Linked DNA regions of Mus musculus: region 1 is linked to region 2. The links are chromatin contacts, called in public Hi-C maps. All regions are on one chromosome and are shown on one strand. The core of a region is the stretch at or near the end of the contact, and the rest is flanking DNA. Distances in the headings are between cores, read along the strand shown. Region 1 has its middle 240 kb from the start of Gm30789. Region 2 overlaps Cyp7b1 (cytochrome P450, family 7, subfamily b, polypeptide 1).

Evidence for each region. A called contact is a pair of places that touch in the nucleus more often than the background predicts.
Region 1: a contact with region 2 is called in a Hi-C map of liver, with 4 times the contacts expected there. The contact joins two enhancer-like sites. A contact is called at or near these places in 2 of 39 promoter capture datasets (the C10 cell line and cranial neural crest) and 1 of 484 Hi-C or Micro-C datasets (liver).

What each region holds. Positions count from the first base shown.
Region 1 is chr3:18,879,062-18,882,876 of GRCm38.p6, forward strand. No RefSeq gene overlaps it. Among named protein-coding and RNA genes, the nearest start is that of Gm30789, 240 kb to the left of the region's middle. Within about 2 kb of position 2,345, at least 3 of the 459 cell types and tissues checked have an H3K27ac peak or open chromatin away from gene starts, as enhancers often do. A contact at or near this core is called in liver, where this site is marked.
Region 2 is chr3:18,167,966-18,171,689 of GRCm38.p6, forward strand. The region is part of intron 1 of Cyp7b1 (cytochrome P450, family 7, subfamily b, polypeptide 1); the gene reads right to left. Among named protein-coding and RNA genes, the nearest start is that of Gm23686, 7.8 kb to the right of the region's middle. Within about 2 kb of position 1,811, at least 2 of the 459 cell types and tissues checked have an H3K27ac peak or open chromatin away from gene starts, as enhancers often do. A contact at or near this core is called in liver, where this site is marked.

The DNA.
Region 1 (3,815 bases), core at 1,095-3,594, 710 kb after region 2:
CCCTTCTTTATGCCAAATGAGCAGGATTGTGTCCTTACGGTGCTCACATTTGTTCCTTTATTGGATTACTTTGAATATGAGTAGGATACCAAGCACATTAGGAATTAGTCCTGGTTCTATTTGATTATCCTAGTACAATCTTTTTAAATGTTTTCCTTATGACATTCTTTTGTATGTTCTGTTGCTTGAAGTCTTGCAAAGTACCTTAAAGCATTTTTGAAATAGAATAAATCATAAACAAAGAAGCGAGTGAGCTCCTCTTCTTCTCCTGTCTATAGCCACTGTTCATATACACTGGATTTAACATGTGCCTCAATTACTGTAAAAGCCTTCTGGCTGGTTTCCCTATTTTCTCCCCTCACAAATGTTGAATTCCTTTTCTTCAATATTGTTTTCATCACTTCACCCAGCTTCTCAAAATCTGCAGTTGCTTGGCAATGCCACTGTAGGTAGGTACAGTCTTCAGGCTGACATTCTAAATCTTCCATCAATTGCCCACACATTTCCAATTTTATCTCCCGTTTGACTAACAAGGTGGATTTTGCTCACATAATACAAAACGATTGCCATTGTCTCTACCTGCTGCTTGTCATTGTGTAATGCCCAACTCTAACAACTACTATTTATTACTTTTCAGAAATTCATTGTCTTACATTAGAAAAATGTAAATAATACTTACATGGATTTTATGCAATGAGACAGCACAGGAAAGAGCCTATACTAACTAGTGGGAAAACTGTATATCTCTTAAGTGCATCACACATCCCATAGAAGGCAAAGAAGAAGGTGAACAAAAGGAGATAAACAAGAGTGAACTAACCATTTCATTCCTTCTTCACAACTTCATCTCATCCCTTTAGGCCCGACCTCTAACACTGTCTTATGGGGATTACATTTTCAGTAGTTTTGTGGGTAACATAGTCAATCCATAGTCGTTCATTATAAAGTTTCTAACCAACTGTAATCTCAACATGAATGAATTAATAGTTTGCACCTCTCAGAACTCTGTCCTCAATTTCCCTTATCTATTTTTGTCTTAGAGTTTTTACTCCTGTGATGAAACATCATCACAAACATCATCTGGGGACGAAAGTTCCTACCTTGCTTATACTTATCCCCATCAAAACTTATCCTCAAAGCAAGTCAAGACTTAAACTTGAGGCTAGAAGGAATTAATGCAGAAACTGTGGAGGGCACTGCTTACTAGCTTGTTTCTCAAATCTTGCTCAGCTTGCCTTCTTATAGGACTCAGGACCACATCCCTAAGGATAACAACACCCACAGTGATCTGGGCCCTCCCACATAAAAAAATCATTTAAGAAAATGTACCACAGGTTTGCCCATTGGCCAATTCAGTGGTGGTACTATCTCCACTGCTATTCCCTCTTCCAAAGTAACTCTATCTTGTGTCCAATTGACATAAAACTATCCAGCACAGCTCTGGTTTACTTGATATTGTGACTTATTGAAGGAATCATCCCTAAAACCTATGCTGCACTTTTATTTTCCCCACATATACAGCAACAGCTCACAATGAATCCTTACTGTAAAACAAGGCCGTTGCAGATGCATTTAGTTATGATAAAGTCACACCTCAGGAGGATAGCCCCTTTGTCTGCCCTACACCTATGTAAGTAAGGAGACATAGGAGAAGAGCCCTGTAAAGCAAATGGCTATTTGAAGACAGGAAGTAAAGATAAGAGGTATTCCAGGAAGAACACAAGACTCCCCGAAATTGAAAGAAACAAAGACTTCTCTGGAGGAATCACGGGGGAGTCTTGCCATGCAAACATGTACATAGTGCACTCCTCATCCTCAAAACTGTAGAACAATCCATAATGTTTCACATCACACAACATTTATTGTTTTTGTTTTGTTTTTTATGGAAGTCCTGGCAAACTATTGCACAGAAGAGTTAAGTGTAAACTTCCAGAAACATACAGAAATTCGCCTCACCCTTTTACCCCAACATGATACTAGGCAAACAGTGAGCAATCTTCCCTGAACCATTTTCTACATCCTTAGGTTCCTACCTCCTGACATGCAAAAGTGCCCATGGAAACCAATGAACCAATGGTTGGTCGCTTTTCTCTAACATCTTTACACTTTTCTTTCACAGAAGCCAAGAAGTGATGGGCCAGTGAGTGGCATTTCACAGCAGAATTTGCCAACTTTTAAAAACCCACTCAATGCACAAAGGCTGCAGTAAATTCCCTTCTCACTATCTCTAGATAGATGATATCTTCTTGAGCAACTGACTCAAAAATAACACTCCCAATACTGTCAGGAAAAAGTAAACAAATTCAATGGGACCAAACTCCAGAGAGCTGACCTGGGTTCATCTGTCCTCCTAGTTAATTCAAAGAGTGATTGGCAACACCGATCCTCCTCCTCATCTGCAAAATGAAAGCTGGGCAAACAAAAGCAGTTTAAGATCTGCTTCTCTCCAGGTGACCTGCTCCCACTCAGGTGAAGCGAGAGGCCTAAGATTTCAAATGCTAGGGCCCCTGCATTTTCTATTTTTCCTTGTTTATGCTTTTAATTATATTCCAATGAAGTGAAAGGCAGCACAAATAAAACACAGATTTGACTTTTTAAAACCTGGATGTCATAACACTTCCCACCTGCCTTTTAAATTAACGGAGGCAAATAGTGCTGCTCCTCCCCCCCCCCCCCCCCCCCCCCCCCCCGTTTAACAAAGAACATCCTCTCCTCCATATTTGGTGCTTCTTTTAGACACTTTGGGTTAATAGCCTGATCCACCAGACACATTTTCTCAGGATAGAACCAGTGCGAGTCAGCCAGTTCCTTTATGGGAAATGACATCCGGAGGCTGGGACCAGATTTCTGTAAGCCCACTGTGATCCACACACCGTTGAAGCAGCTAGGAGGATGTGTGTGGATCAGTCAGATGGTACCCGCAGCTGCTATAAGCCCCTGTGAAGTGTTCTGACCTCCTGTATCTGGCATTCCTTATAAACTTCCCTCCTGTGGCCCCATGTTTGCAATAATGAGATCCTCGAAGACAACCCTTGGTCAGGAATAGAAATTGTAATAATAGGCTTTCGGGGAATGGATTAATGGAAAGGAGAATGAGATATATGTTGCTGGGATTGTTTGTTTATTTATTTATTTATTTATTTATTTATTTATTTATTTTGATAGGAAGGACTTCTTTTCCTATAAATCTTGAGCGTACTCCTTTTTTGAAAGCTCAAGTCCCAGTACTGCAATTAGCACCAGGCACTGGAGAGGAGCCATCAGAGCCAACCCTTGATTTCAAGGCAGATTTCCACTTGTGTTTCCCACCAGGTACAAGCGTCTAAAAAGGTTGGGTGGACTGAGGCTTAGAAAGCAATCAGTACTCAGCACAAAGCCTTCAGAGTAACTAGCACTCAGTTTAGAATTGCTTTTATTGTTTCATTTTTTAACTTGAAGACCACATCAAAGGTGAAAGCTTATGCATGGTTGTTTTACCATGCCATCTTGCAGCAGTTTTTCTGAGGACTTTGTGTGGATTTGTTGACAAGTAAAAAAATTGGGTCAGAATCGTTTCTCACTCTACCATGACATTCCTTGTGTTATTTTTTTTTATATAGACTTTAACTTAGGTGAATCATGTATCACTTTTCAAAACAATGACAAAAGAAATTAGCTGAGTCAGAACATGGTCTGGCCTATCTTACATGCTTTATCATGACAATTACCAATGATTTTGCCATACAATAGCATTTCTATTTTGCCAGAAAGCAATTGTATAGAGAAAAGATTCTGTATTGGAAAAGTTTTATTATGCCTTTGAAGAGACTTTTAAG
Region 2 (3,724 bases), core at 561-3,060:
ACATTTCTCACATTCACCCTCAGCACCTAAAATATCACTTTTTGTAATGAATATGTATTGAACAAATGAGTGGAATCATCTAGCAAGTAAATGAATAGTATTCTCCAGAGAAGATTATCCATATATATATTCTCTCTATCCAGTCCTATACATTCTCTCTATATGTCCATATGTATCATATATGTATATGTATGTATATGTATGTATATATATATTTTTTCTAATTTGATGTTTTAAAGGCCATGCCAAAAAATTGTCAAAATGTTAGGCACAAAGCACTCTCTTTGAAATATTATGATATTTTGAGGAAAGCGTTAATAAGCTTATTTAGAATTGATGGTATTACAGTTAAATATACTTTTAAATTAGAAATTAACTTTTAATATATGGCTTGGTGAAGATAAGAGTGAGATATGTAAAGTATAGTTGCCTTTGGTGTAGGCAATATACTTGATTAATTTGGAGCAATTTAGCAGTGAAAGATTAATTAAGAATTTCATCCAGTACAGGCCATCTTTCTTTTCCAATTACATCCTTTTAGAGTCATCATAACTGTTTTAATAATTGCTCAGAAAATGCTAGAAAGTATCAGGATAATACAGCAATTCACTCAGAACAGCCAAAGTCAGGAACATAGCATTTTAATATTTGGGAGCTTAACTCTGAGATATGTAAATATACTCTGTATTTAAAAACATCTTACTATAATCAGGCAGGTCTACACTGAACCTGATATTTTTATTTACATAAGATCACTTTTATTAGGTACTAAGATATTTTGCTGGAAAAAAAAAAAGAAAACAGTACTAACCTATAAAACTTACGAAATTTACCAGAATTAAAACAGAGCCATTTATGTCAACTCTAACCCAAAACAAAAAATAAAAGCAAAAAACAAGCCCCACAAAAAAAAAAAGCAAAAATAAATAACTTAAATGCTAGGACAGAAGGGTGATGGCACTAACAATGGTTTCTGATAGAATCACAGCCTTGTACAGAGGCTAGCCCAGTCTTACACTAAATTCTACAGCACGGACAACTCCCCCATGCACATTTGCTGAATCCTGAACAAACATTACCTTTGTTTATTGATCTTTATAGTCAGGATTTCAAACTGTCTTGTATGACCCTTGCCAACACATGCTTGCAGAACTGAGCCATTCCCAAATAAATATACTTTCCCTCAGTGACTGTTTTCAGGTGGCAGGGTTATTTCTGAACAAAGATTCTGTAAAATATGCTTTAAAATAGATCATGTTCATCTGTAACATTTAGCTTAATTAAGAAAATTTGGAGATATGGGGTGAAATTGAAGTTAGGGTTCTTGGTAAAGGTAAATATAAAACTTTGACTAAAATGTGCTGAGTGTGTATTATACTGAATAAAAATTTATACTTTAGGTGCTTTGCTATAAATATCCAGGAAGCTATTCTCAAAAGCACCATTTTCTCCACACTTGAGGTATTATTTATAATTTAAGCATACACTCTCTCATATTTTGGGCCTTGCAATCAGATCCCCAGTTGTAATGGAGTAGAATTCACTGTAAAAAGTTTAACAAATAAACTTTCACTCTTTGGTTTCTCATATGAAAGCTGTAACACACAATCTTGGCCGCTTCAAGACCGTAGAAAGAAAGAAGAGTTCTCATATTGCTTCCAATAGCAATTAATATGGTCCATTACATCACAATTATAATAGAAAAACAATAACAACAAAGTTGTTTTAATAAAGAGTCTGCCCTGAATCACCATGCATCACCGTCAACAACAGGAAACCTGAGTTCATGTCCTTATGATTTTTATACTGGGCCATGACCTTCCTCTGAATTTTAACCATTAGGTAATGTAATAACAGCTCTCACTGGCACACAGAAAAGAAGAGCCAAGATAACTGCTAGTGGGAAAATTTCTTAAAGAGGAAATTTATATTGATATTAAAGAAGAAGCAGGACTATGTTTGCAATTAAGTGACCAGTTTGCTAATGCCCTCTCTTAACATATAGAACTAAAATTTGCTTTGTTTTTTTGTTTTTTCAAGACTGGGTTTCTCTGTATAGCCCTGGCTGTTCTGGAACACACTTTGTAGACCAGGCTGGCCTCGAACTCAGAAATCAGCCTCCCTCTGCCTCCCATGGAATAGAAAACTTTAATAGCCCAGCTTTAAATAATAAAACACTTTTGGTGGTTTAAATGAAAAAATTTCCCTACAGGCTCATATTTTTCACTATTTGATCCCCAGCTGGTGGAACTGTTTGAGAAGAACTGGTAGGTGTGACCTTTTTAGAAGAGGTATGTCACTGGAGTTGAGCTTTGAGGTTGCTCCTTCCGAGAACACTGAGGCAAGGACTCTCTGAGTTCAAGGTCAGCCTGGGACAAAGCAAATCCCAGATTCAGGCATGGTGGTACACACCTTAATCTGTGGGAGGCCTAAATAAGGGCTTTGGAAGAAGGAAGATTCACTCTTTTCCAAAATCTATAGAAGACCAGCTTAAACTATTAGCCTCATGTGTCTGAACAACTACTAGATTATTGGGCTCCCTAATTATAGCTGCCCAATTTTGGTTTAGTTGGACTATAGACTATAAGTCATCACACATCTCTTAATATACAGAGACATTCCAGAAGTTCTATAACTCTGGAGAACCTTGACTAATATAGTATCAGAATTCCTGGTCATTTAAGTCATAATTTATACCTTATAAAGTCCTCCTGTTATCTATCAAATGAGGTATAATTAGTGCATTATAGTTTTAGGAGAGCTGCAATATAATAAAATAGTGGTTCACTTGCAAAGCTTTCATGAAAGAAAGAATAATAATAATACATATTGAGATCACTTATTTGATCCTGATTTAACTTTGGTGCCTTGTATCTGTCTTGAAAATTGTTCATTTCATCCAGAATTTCCAGTAATGTTGAGTATAGGCTCTTGTAGTAGGAGCATATGATTTTTTGGATTTCCTAGGTTTCTGTTATGTCTCCCTTTTCATTTCTGATTTTGTTGATTTGAATACTGTCTCTGTGCCCTCTGGTTAGTCTGGCTAAGGGTTTATCTATCGTGTTGATTTTCTCAAAGAACCAGCTACTTGTTTGGTTGATTCTTTGTATAGTTCTTTTTGCTTCTACTTGGTTGATTTCAGCCCTGAGTTTGATTATTTCTTGCCATCTACTCCTCTTGAGTGTATTTTCTTATTTTTGGTCTAGAGCTTTCAAGTGTGCTGTTAAGCTGCTAGTGTAAGCTCTCTCCAGTTTCTTTTGGGAGGCACTCAGAGCTATGAGTTTTCCTCTTAACACTGCTTTCTTTGTGTCCCCTAAGTTTGGGTATGTTGTGCCTTCATTTTTATTAAATTCTAAAAAGTCTTTACTTCTTTCTTTATGTTTCTTGACCAAGTTATCACTAAGTAGACTCTGTTCAGCTTCCAGCTGTATGTGGGCTATCTATTCTTTTTGTTGTTATTGAAGACCAGCCTTAGTTCGTGGTGATCTCTTAGAATGCATGGGATTATTTAAACATTCTTGTATCTGTTGAGGCCTGTTTTATGACTAGTTAAATAGTAAGTTTTGGAGAAGGTACCATGAGGTTCTAGAAGAAGGTACATTCTTTTATTTTAGGAAAAATGTTCTATAGATATCTGCTAAATCCATTTGGTTCATTACTTCTGTTAGTTTCACTGTGTCTCTGTTAAGTTTCTGTTTCTAGGATCTGTCCATTGATGAGAGTG